Linked DNA regions of Sus scrofa: region 2 is linked to region 1. Evidence: chromatin contacts called from public promoter capture Hi-C data. All regions are on one chromosome and are shown on one strand. The core of a region is the stretch at or near the end of the contact, and the rest is flanking DNA. Distances in the headings are between cores, read along the strand shown.

Region 1 (6,106 bases), core at 1,839-4,338:
AATTTGGGGGGTGGACTGAAACCTGTTTTGAAAGAAAGAGGGAAAAATTGCCTCACATACTGATTCCAAATTCTGGTCAACTCAAGCTGCCCTCCCACCATCATGAGCTGCCTATTTTGGGACCATAGCTCCTTCAACTATAGCTCTGCAACTTCTTCAATTCCATTTCAGTATCAACCTATCCACTCCCATGTTTCCTTTTCCTCTTTCCCACATCACACCCCTCAACACTCACTTTTACGTCCCAACAATCCTACTTGAACTATTACAAGAGAAAACCACACTAAGAATGGGTACTTTTTTTATATGACAGGTCTAATAAACATTGCTGGTAGGTTTGAGGGAGAAAATACAAAAAGGAAATCACAAAATGCTGCTTAGAGTGGAGATATGCAGCAGTTATTAACTACTGATGTATCTACTACTCTCACTAAACTGCATGGTCAGAAATACTTAAGCTGATAACTTTTTAAACTTCTGGAAAACTCCTACACACACACTTGGGAACAGTTTAGAATTCATAAGCACCATAAAATATAAACATGACTATAAGTGTAAATACATAACACAAATATTAAACATAAAAAGATAAAGCTCAGAGTTCCCTTGTGCAGTGGATTAAGGATCCAGCATTGTCACTGCAGTGGCTCAGGTCAATGCTGTGGCGAGGATTCGATCCCTGGCCCGGGAACTTCTACATGCCACAGGAAAAGCAAAAAAAGAAAAGAAAAAAAAAAAAATATATATATATATATACACACACACACACATAAATAAACTCAAGTAATAAAACATTTATTTAAATTTTATTTCACCTGGACTTTATTTTTGAACAAAGCTGCCAGCTTACTAAAGCTCTAGGGCAAACATCACTATCACTCAAAACTACACCATCAAAAACCTGACCAAAAAAATTTTTTTAAAAGCATGTAATGTACGCATGAGTCAAAAAACAGGTACATTATCACTAAATAAACACAGAATTGAGTAGAAAATTTTTTACTGATTGCTAATGTTGTGATAGTGTATCTTAACACAACACCCCTCCATTTCCTCCCCTTCCATACATGGAAAAACAAATGCATGGAAAATATCTGGAATAATACACAGCTTACAGCTAAGAGTAGTTACAGAGATTTAAGACTGAGGAAGGCAACTCGATGGAATGATTCAGGAAGCATTTCATCCTATATTCTTCTTCGCACTAAGTGCAGGGACAACTAACACGTTTGTAGTTTATAAAATAAAAAAAAAAACCCATGAATGGATTACTTAATTATCAAATTAGTCTTGTAATTAACTTAGCAAAGTTTATATATAACTAAATATATCCAAATACTGCTCAAGAATACCAAAAAAAGTACAGAATAAATTCATTTTGATAAAACACTGGGGAAATGGAGAAAAAGTAATCTGTCAAATTCATTTAAGGAGAAATTGAACTCTACTTTGACATCAAAGTTTACGAAGAGAAGTTTGCTTTTAAATGGCTTAAAACATCCCATTACCTTAAATATGCAATCTAAAACATTCATCCTTGAACAACAAAGATGGCAACCGCATAACAGTACTTATCAAAATCTTATCGATAATTATGAGTTAACAGGCACGTACAAAAAATTAAAGAACGGTTTTATTCCGACGTCAGGTATTGTCATAGATATAAAGGATCCCTACAAATACTACCACAAGTTATCGTAAATACAAAGTAAATTAGAGTGAGGGAGAAGTTATCAAATGATCAAATAAATGTTTAGGAGTAAATGATGCCCAGAGAGAAGAAATGGAACGCGCTCTATCTTAGGCGTCAGAGAAGAGCCAGTGGAGAAAGGTACTGCGGCAGAAACAAGCGACAGAATGTTAACAGGTCTGGAATTCTTTAGAAAATGGCAACAAGGGGAAAAACTGACAAGATCGTCTGAAAGTAAGAGGAACGGTATCCAATGGAATCGTCACGTCTGTGCGAGCACTGCTCCAAACTTCCAGTGAGACGGGGGAGGAACGATCACTGAGCGGGGGAGAAGGAGCCCCGGCTGAGGGATGCATTCGCTTCTGCAGGTGGCGGAGCGCCCGCAGGGGGGTGGGGAGAATAGTGTCGCCTCAAATGGGTCAATACATTCCCTTCAGGACTAGAGGAAGCTGACACAGCATGTCTCCCGGCACCAAGAGGCACGTGCCCCGGCCCCTCCCTATCAACTTGCCTTGTAGAAAGAGTTGCGAGTCTCAAGCCCCCCGGAACCCAGGGCTCCGCCATCCAGGACAACTGCTCTGCCAACAAGGTCCCGCGAGAATCGGGAGATCTCGCGATACAAGCCCACAAGCATCTCGCGAGTTTGCGGCAGAACCAACATGGCGGTACAGAGAAACTAGTATTTCGGCATATAAAAAGTATTTCGTTAACGAAGAGAAGAATGAGTGTGACACAGAAAAAACAGAAAGTCTTTTCTGTCTTATATTTCTCTTCATAACCCCCTAGTAGAGATGAAAAGCGGCAAACAACCCTAAAACCTCAGACGACCACGATTACACTACAACAAACACAGCAGCCCTCTGCCTCAGCCAACCTCCCCAATATGTCACGTGGAGGCAGAGTCTCTGCGTGCCGGTCACGTGGACCGCTACTAAGCGAGCGCGCGCCCGTCGTCCGCCCCAGAGACTTCCCCGCCCCCCTTTTGCCCGCGCACACGTGCGCGCGCACCCCCGCCCCACGTGGGGGCTTCGCCGTCGCCGCCGCAGCCGCCGCCGCCGCTACCTCCAGCCCACCCCCTCCCTGCACTCGGTTCCAAATCCGGGTCCCAGAATCGGTTGTCCGGTGGTTCCCTCCTGCTCCGTTCTCCCTCCCCCATCTCTAGCCGCCACCACGTGCCCCGAGCGCCTGCTCACCTTTCGCGTGGGGCCAGGCACCTCGGGCCACTCGGGGAGGCGCCGCCGTCGTGGCTGCTCTCCGCCCCCGCCACGGCACTGGCTTGGGTGGCCGCCGCCGCAGGAAGCTCGACAGCGGCGCCGGGGCGCTTCCAGGTGGGTCCCCGCCTCCCGCTCCTGCTACTTCCCGCAGCACCAGCGGCTCCTTCCGGTCCCCTCCTTTCTCCTCCTCGCTGGGACAGGCGGGCGGTGGCGGCTGCTGGCGCGCTCACTACACCGCCTGCTGGTAACCGCAGCCGGTGCAGCGCCAGCGGGCCGGGTGGGCCGGGGGTGGCCGAGTTTCGCCCCCGCGGTTCGCCCGCGCCCCTCGGCAAAGGTTGGTCTAATGAGGGCAGGACACATTCCATCCCTTGCCTGTAGTCAGGGTACTACCGTTGGAGGAAAGTCTTCCCGGTAGCCCGGCCGTTGGTCCTCTTCATCCTGCCCTTTGTGGCCTCTTGAGAGATTTGTACACTCTCCCTCCCTTAGCAGTGTGGTCTCAGGTAGGAAAATATCTGTATGTACATTGAATATGCTCCTGCCTTCCTCCAGCCGCATAGAACCCTCGCACGCCTCTCTGGTTTTCTAGCTGTTCCTACAACACGCAGGCTCGATCCACTTCAGGACTTTGCGTTTGCTATAGCCTGCGCTAGAACACTTCCTCCAGATTTTTTTTTTTTTTTTTTTCTTTTTAGGGCCGCACCCGGGGCATATGGAGGTTCCCAGGCTAGGGGCCAAATCGGAGCTGCAACTGCCAGCCTACACCTCAGCTCACGGCAACTGCTGGATCCTTAACCCACTGACTGAGGCCAGGAATCAAACTCAAGACCTCATGGATCCTTGTCGGGTTGCTTATGCTGAGCCACGTGGTAGATGTTCCACAAGTATTTCAGTTCCCTTCTCAAAGGTGGACATCTGAAACTTCACAGACCAGCTCTATCCAAAAGAGCACACTTGCACCATCGCTCTTACTGTCTTTACTTGCTTATATGACAGTTATCACTTACAGACATTTGTCCACCCTTTACCACCAAGAATGTGAGATCCTTAAAGGTAAGGAAGGACTTTTGCTCTTGCTGTATCCACAGACCTGTGTCTGGCACAAAGTTTGTTTTTTGTTTTTTTGTTTTTTTTGTCTTTGCCTTTTCTAGGGCCACTCCCGTGGCATATGGAGATTCCCGGGCTAGGGGTCCAATCGTGAGCTGTAGCCACCGGCCTACGCCACAGCCACAGCAATGCAGGATCCCAGCCTCGTCTCCGACCTACACCACAGCTCAGGGCAACGCCGGATCTTTCACCCACTGAGCAAGGCCAGGGACCGAACCCGCAACCTCGTGGTTCCTAATCAGATTCGTTAACCACTGAGCCACAACGGGAACTCCTGGCACAAAGTGTTTAATACTCTTATTAAATCATATCAAGGAACTATAGTGAGCATGCAAGAAAATAAAGGCCCACACTGATAGAGATAAGTCCTTTTTTTTCTTTTCTTTTTGCTTTTTAGGGCTTCACCTTCAGTATATGGAAATTGTCAGGCTAGGGGCCACAGTCACAGCAATGCAGATCCAGAAGTGCATCTGCAACCTACACCATTCCTTAACCCACTGAGCGGGATTAGGGATTGAACTTAAGTTGTCATGGTTACTAGTGAGGTTCCTTACAGGCTGAGCCACAATAGGAACTTCTAAAAGCCACTTTAACTGGAACTCTTCTGCAGTTATCCTGCACTGCTTGATTGCTCTCTTGTTTTCTTATCTTTGAAACTTTTTTTTTTAGGCAAGTGGATATGGGCCTCCTTTTCTTTTGCTAATGAAAATTGTTAAATGGTTGAAATGCCTTTTTGTACTTGTTTTAGTTGGGAGTTCAACTCAAAAGAACATGTTTGGAGATAAATTGTGGCAGGTATGTTCTTAAATTGGCACATCAACAAGTCTTTCTTTGTTGAATCAACTTAGTTCCAGGCCTTCTACTAGGACTAGAGACACAAAAATAAACAAAACAGGGTTTCCCTACCTTGCTGTATATGCTGTTAGAGCCAGGTTCTAATTTAAAATAACTGTAACAGCACTGGGAACTATAGTCACTTATGATGAAGCATGATAATGTGAGAAAAAAATGTATGTGTGATAGGGTCACCTTGCTGTATAGTAGAAAACTGACAGAACACTGTAAACCAGCTATAATGGAAACAAAATAAAAATCATTAAAACAACTGTAACAGCTCTCTTCTTGACTCCTATGTGCCATGCAATATGCTATGTACTAATCCTATACTTTATCCTATTTCAGGCTTCCAGTAATCCTGAGATAGAGACTCTTAGTGGTGAGCACTGAAATGTACTTCTAAGATCCATTCTGGCATTGCCTAATATCACACCCCTTCGAAAGGCGGCAAATCCAATGACTGATCAATACAGGAGCACTAATATCTATCTCGGGGAGTTCCCGTCGTGGCGCAGTGGTTAACAAATCCGACTAGGAACCATGAGGTTGCGGGTTCGATCCCTGCCCTTGCTCAGTGGGTCAAGGTTCTGGCGTTGCCGTGAGCTGTGGTGTAGGTCGCAGACGCGGCTCGGATCCTGCGTTGCTGTGGCTCTGGCGTAGGCTGGCAGCTACAGCTCCGATTTGACCCCTAGCCCGGGAACCTCCATATGCCGCAGGAGCGGCCCAAGAAATGGCAAAAAAAAAAAGACAAAAAAAAAAAAAAAAAACTATCTCGGAATTTTTGGAAAGCCAGCCCTCTCATCTCAATTTGGTACCGTTCTGATGGATCATCCCATTTCCAGAATAACCTGCATCCCATTAGGATGGTATCAAAGTTCCACTTCTCTCTCACAAGAGATGATCCAAAGAGCATACCCTAATAAATGCACACTAATCATGTAAGAGTCTGCCTTCTGGAGAACGCAACATGTGATACTATTCACATTTTTTTTTGATGAGAAAATAGGCTTAGGTTAAGTAACTTACCCAAGTTTGAGCTACAGGAGTTCTGTATAGAGATATAAATAGGGTATTGTGGGAACAGAGTAGGACTTGGGAAAGTTTTGTTGTTGTTTTACCAGGGTTGGCATTTGAATTACAGCATGACTTTGCAAAGCAGAGAAAAAAGACCATTTTCAACGGAGGGAACTGCATGAATGAAAGTGTGTGGAAATGAGAGAGGGGAATTACAAGTAGCCCCAAGCAGCAGCGCTCAAGAGTC
Region 2 (5,993 bases), core at 1,214-3,713, 160 kb before region 1:
AGGCAGCACTCCTTTTCTACATTAAAAGCTAGGAGCAGTCATTCCATTTGCAAGTGGCTGGTACCACTGATTTTTTTTTTTCCACTAATAGATTTTAATTTCTAAAAGTTTTAGATTTATGGAAAACTGAGAGGATAATACAGAAAGTAACCATACCACTCCAACCCCAGTTTACCCTTTTAGGTCTTACTGTGGTATTTGTTACATTTATGGAATGGTACTGAATTTCCCCTAAATTTCCCCCCTAAATTTTTTTTAATTGAAAAATAAAATAGGAGTTCCCGTCGTGGCTCAGCAGAAACGAATCTGACTAGTATCCACAAGGGTGCAGGTTTGATCCCTGGCCTCGCTCAGTGGGTTAAGGATCTGGTGTTGCCATGAGCTGTGGTATAGGTCAAAGACTCAGCTTGGATCTGGCCTTGCTATGGCTGTGGTGTAGGCCAGCAGCTACAGCTCCGATTGGACCCCTAGCCTGGGAACTTCCATATGCCACAGGTGCGGTCCTAAAAAGACCAAAAAAAAAGGAGTTAAGTGCAAAAAAAGAAAGAAAGAAAGAAAAGAAAATGAGGAAACTGAGGCACTCAGAGAGAACAAGAAAGCTAATCCCCTGAGCCCACAGAAGATCCGCATGGCAGGACCTTGCTCAGTGGTAATATGGCCTAACACTGTCCTGACTTAATCAGAAGAAAACTAAAGGACAGCAGGGTAAATGCCTCTTTCTGCTCCACCTGCTGACTTCCTCACCCAGTGGGCTGCTCTCAGCTGGGGTCAGGGCTGAACCCCACCAGGACCCAGAAAGCACGTGAGAGCCGGTTTCTGCAAAATAAATGAAAGGGCCTCTGACACTGTCCACTTCTTTGCCTACTACCCCACCCTCCTCTCTCGGCTCCATTTGGCCCCCCAGGCATTGGGCCTGGGTCCCATTCTGAAGGCTCTGGCACTGTCCACTAGGGTGAAGTCACCAGGCTTTGGAGTTACAGGCAGCTGGTTGGGGGACTACCACTAACTAGTCCTCAGTGATCTTGAGCAAGTTAACCTCTGCGGGCCTCTGCTTCCTCCCTGCAGGGTGCTGGAAGGGTTAAGAGGGACGGCACAGTGCGTCAGCTGCTGAGATATTCTCACAGGGCCCTTGTGCTGTAATAGGGCTCCCCTGAATACCCTGAGGCCCTGAAGAGCCCAGTGCTGCTAGGGCAGAATTCCACGGAGCCAGCAGGGGGACCCCGGGGGGCATGGAGTGTCCCCAAGTCTCTATTCATCCAGACAAGGACAGAGCTCTCTGTTCTCCCACCCACGGGCTGTTAGAAGCCAACCACCGTCCAGGGAAGAAGAGGCAGAGTTGCTCCCAGGGACTTTCTAAAGGAATACATCCAAGCGTTTTGAAAAATAATTAAATGACATTTCATTCAAAGATTTCAAAAACTTTACGTCAATGGAAGAAATGAGCTTCGAAGCCATGAAAGGATATGGAGGAAACTTAAATGCATCTTGATTACTAAGTGAAAGAAGCCAGCTGAAAAGGTCTGAGTTCAACAATAGGATATTGTGGAAAAGGCAAAACTATAGAGACAGTAAAAAGATCGTAGCTGCCAGGGATAGGGAAGAAAGAGAGAGAGAAATGAATAGGAAGCACACAGAGATTTTCTGGAAGGAGGAAGCTATTACACATTATACTATAATGGTGGATCAGGACATTGTGCCATTGTCAAAACCCATAGAAGGCACAACACAGAGAATGAGCCTTAAAGTCAACTGTGGACTTCAGTTAAGATTTCAGTACCATTCCATAAATTGTAACAAATATACCACAGTAAAGACCTAAAAGGGGAAACTGGGGGTTGGGAGTGGTATGGTTACTTTCTGTATTATCCTCTCAGTTTTTCCATAAATCTAAAACTTTTAGAAATTAAAAATCTATTAGTGGAAAAAAAAAAATCAGTGGTACCAGCCACTTGCAAATGGAATGACTGCTCCATAGCTTTTAATGTAGAAAAGGAGTGCTGCCTCCAGGAGTGATGGGTTAGGTCAAACCGCAGTCTTGGCACAAGGAAATGGCTTGGTGGAACAGCTTCTCAAGCTATTATTTTGTGAAGAATCACTCAGGGATCTCCTTCAATCACTCAGAGTCTCAGTAGGTTGGGGATGATGCCTGAGCCTCTGCATTGCTAACATGCTCCCAGATGAAGCCTGTGTCACTGGTCCACGGCCCACACTTTGAGAATCAATGTAGAACACAAAGCTACATCTCAGTCCTACACTTATATTGGTCCAATTACTGCCAGCTCAGGCACACATTATCCTTGTTTGTACCTGAGTGAGTCCCTGAATGATCTTTTGTTCCCCTTCCCACCGCCGCCAAGTAGCCTGAAAACTCCCACCATAAGAAAAATCGCCTAGTCTCCAAAGACAACCCCATCGGGAAATTGTTCCAGGAGCCAAACTCTGTAACTGAACCCTAGGCTGCCTCCCAAGCTCGCCCTCTGCTGGCGGATCAGGGTCATTGTCTTTCAAACTTAACGCCCTGCCTTCCTACTGCTCAAAGGCTCATATTTTTTTCCTTCCAATTAATAAAGACAGAAGAGTTACGACATGTTCCAGAGCTTATTTTACTCATAGATTTCGAATTTTTTTCTTCTAGATTTTTCACTCTGTTCCTTAAAATACCTTCTTCAGAGGGGATAGATAAATGAAAAAACTTACCAACAACTTGGAACTCTGTGTTGTCTTCAGGTCCTCCCCTGCCCTGACTTTGTGTCCATCCCACCCAGGCTCTTTTCACAGTGGGGAGGTGAGCCTTCATTTCCACCACAGGATCAGGAGGGAGCAAAGGTTTCCTTTGATCCAAAGACCATAGCCCAGTATTCGAAATAAGCTGGTATATAGCTGGTAGTTCCTGTTTGCTACATGCCAAGCAATCTACTTAATTATTTTATTTAATTGTATTTAATCCTCACAGCAGTTCTGTAATCATCATCATGGTACAAATGAGAAAGTTGGGGTGCAGAGAGGCTGAGTGACACTTTTAATTAATGATGAAGTCAAGAAACTTCTAATAAGTAGTTCTTTTCTCCAATAGGGTTCTGGAGGCTGATGGGCTCAGCTGGCTGGTTCTCACGTGAAGTCCTTTATTTAGCTGCAGTCAGAGAGTGGCTAAGGCCGAGTGTAGACATGTCTGGAGCAGAGCCTGGGATGTCCAAAACAGCTAAGGGCTAGTCAGGCATCTCTGTCCACGTGGCTCCTCCATGTGGCAAGCGTGGGCTTCTTCACAGCTTGGCAGTCAGTCCTTGGATGTCTTAGATGGCCAGGCAGGAACTGCAAAACTTTTTATCTTGCTTCCACCAGATTCTGTTGGTCAAGGCGGTACAGTTCAGAAGTCCCTTGTGGTGCAGCAGGTTAAGGATCCCACCTTGTCACTGCAACAGCGTGGGTAGCTACTGTGGTATGAGTTCTATCCCTGGTCCGGGAATTGCCGTATGCCATGGGCTCAGCCAAAGGAAAACAAACAAACGGTTACAGATTAATTCAGATTCAAAGAGGTAGAGAGGAATGGACTCTGTCTCAGTGGGGGAAGAGCTTAAAGTACATCAAGGTAAGGAATCAATGGAGATCATCTTAGAGACAAGTCACCACACCAGGATTTGACCCTAAGCAGCCTGACCCCAAGCTTTGTGTGACCCCAACCATCATGGTGTCCTAATCCCGTGTAATACAGACACAGCCACACGGTGCTCCTGGTGGCTGGTGTAAGATGGTGGTACAAATGGGAGGTGATTAGTCTGCCTCAGTAGGTCAAGGAAAGCTCCCAGCAAGAAACATCACACCCACACCCACCAGACCCACACCCACACCCACACCTCCCCTTAGTGTGGAGGACAGATCGTGACTGCATTGGGTAGCATTCTGGATAATCCCTGCATTGCATGAGATGAGTGAAAACTTAGGACAAGGGACGGCTCTGAGGCAGCCTTTGGAAAGCCACTGACCCGGCAACAAGCAGTCCTCCCTCTGCCACAAGGTGGGTCTGAGACCTTGGGAGGAAGCAGAAGGCCAAGGAAGGAATGAACCAGGACCCCCAGATCTTTCCAGAACCTGGGAGAGGGGAATTGCTGACCATGTTGTGCTCTCCGCCCCCAGATCGGGGACCCGCATTTGGTGATCTGTATGGACTGCTCGGCAGACACCATGACCAACCGCCTTCTCCAGAGGCGCCAGAGCAGCCCGTGCGCGGACGAGGACACCACCACCATTGCCAAGCGCCTTGAGACCTACTACCGAGCCTCCATCCCTGTGGTCGCCTACTATGAGACCAAAACACAGCTACATAAGGTGAGTCGCCTCCCCCCAATAAGCCAGCCTCCCACTTTTTTTTTTTTTTTTTTTTTTTTTTTTTTGCTTTTTGCCTTTTCTAGGACCACTCCCGCAGCATATGGAGGTTCCCAGGCTAGGGGTTGAATTGGAGCTGTAGCCAGCCGTCTATGCCACAGCCACAGCAACTCGGGATCCGAGCCAGCTCACGGCAATGCCAGATCCTTAACCTACTGAGTGAGGCCAGGGATCGAACCCACAACCTCATGGTTCCTAGTCGGATTCGTTAACCACTGCGTCACAACGGGAACTCCCACTTTTTTATTTTTTAAGAAAAGAGATAAAAAAAAAAAAAAGTGGAAAGTTGGGATATGGAGATCTTGAAATTAGAACTGCATATAGCTGCATGATTTGTGTCAACTTACAGGTCCCTTACTCTCTTCGCTTTTGTATCAGTCAAAATTAAATACCTGTCCTCATGTGATCATGAAAGGCCGGCCATGCAGTTTTTACAGGTGCCATTATAGTTGCTGGAAACCACTCCTTTTTCCGAGAAAGAGAGAGGGAGGCATAAATTTCTGCCTTCCCAACCTCAGCTGAACAGGAGGATCCAAGAGGTCTAGTCTAGGTCTAAATTCAACTTGGAAAAATAAAATAAACTCAACTTTGAAATTCTAGGTTTTTGCATAGTTCGTAATTGACACTTGGCTGCCTTCCTCCAGTTTCCTGCAATGACTAGTGTTCCTGGGAGAAGCCACATCTGAGGCCAGGACAGCAGATGAGGTGAAACAGGGAGGAAATCGGTGGTGTCAGCTTAATGATCGTGAACAAGAATCCTGCTGTCGCGGTTAAGTTCATGAATTTGGAAAAGCTACCCAGTCCCCATTCACTCACCCATTTAGGAAACACGTATCAGACACCTCCTCTGTGCCGCCCATTGCCTGGATGCAGATAAGATGAGTTTCTTTCCTGCTGGAGCCTCGGGCTTAGTAGGGGAGAAAAACAAGCCTGGGATCACAACACGGGGTCAAAGTGAACACGGAGCGAGTTCTGAGGCCCTTAAACCTGGTCTCGGGGAAGCTGGAAGGAAGTTCGCCAGAGGAGAACTGCACCGAGCCTGAAGCAGGGGTGCCATGGAAGGAGCCGAGTACTTCACACAGAGGAGCCTCGGCTGTGACAAGGTCCCAAGGAAGGGACAGGAGATGGGGAAGGAAAGGCAAGAGAAAACCAGACCAAGAGGAGCAGTAATTGTCCTGAGAATAATGGGAACTACTGAAGGGACCTGTCAGCGTTTTCATTTAGAAAGCTGGAGTTCCTCTCGGGATGCAGTGGAAACGAATCCGACTAGGAACCATGAGATTGTGGGTTCGATCCCTGGCCTTGCTCAGTGGGTTAAGGATCTGGTGTTGCTGTGGTGTAGGTTGCAGATTCAGCTTGGATCTCACGTTGCTGTGGCTGTGGTGCAGGCCAGCAGCTACAGCTCCGATTCAACCCCTAGCCTGGGAACTTCCATATGCCATGGGTGCAGCCCTAAAAAGACTAACGCCAAAAAAACAAAAAAAAACAAAACAAAACAAAAAAACGGAAAGAAAGCTCACCTGTCAGCCTTATGAAGAACAGATCCCAAGAAGATCAGGCTGGGTGGTATTCCAGGAACCAAATCCTGAGGACCCAGCAGAGTAGAGAGCATG

The links. Promoter capture Hi-C pulls out the DNA fragments that hold promoters and counts their contacts.
Region 2: a promoter capture Hi-C map of liver shows a contact between it and region 1, with 6 times the contacts expected there. The contact joins the enhancer-like site here to the promoter of ZZZ3 in region 1. A contact is called at or near these places in 2 of 5 promoter capture datasets (fetal liver and liver), 7 of 47 Hi-C or Micro-C datasets (fetal heart ventricle, heart right ventricle, liver and 1 more) and 1 of 2 datasets of contacts at active chromatin or transcription factors (skeletal muscle).

Annotation. Positions count from the first base shown.
Region 1 is chr6:135,603,127-135,609,232 of Sscrofa11.1, reverse strand. ZZZ3 (ZZ-type zinc finger-containing protein 3) reads right to left here and starts at 3,088. Exons shown (of 14, transcript XM_005653415.3): 1 at 2,884-3,088.
Region 2 is chr6:135,759,436-135,765,428 of Sscrofa11.1, reverse strand. It overlaps AK5 (adenylate kinase isoenzyme 5), which reads left to right. Exons shown (of 14, transcript XM_003127921.6): 13 at 4,132-4,323. Among named protein-coding and RNA genes, the nearest start is that of ZZZ3, 160 kb to the right of the region's middle. Within about 2 kb of position 2,463, at least 5 of the 83 cell types and tissues checked have an H3K27ac peak or open chromatin away from gene starts, as enhancers often do. A contact at or near this core is called in liver, where this site is marked.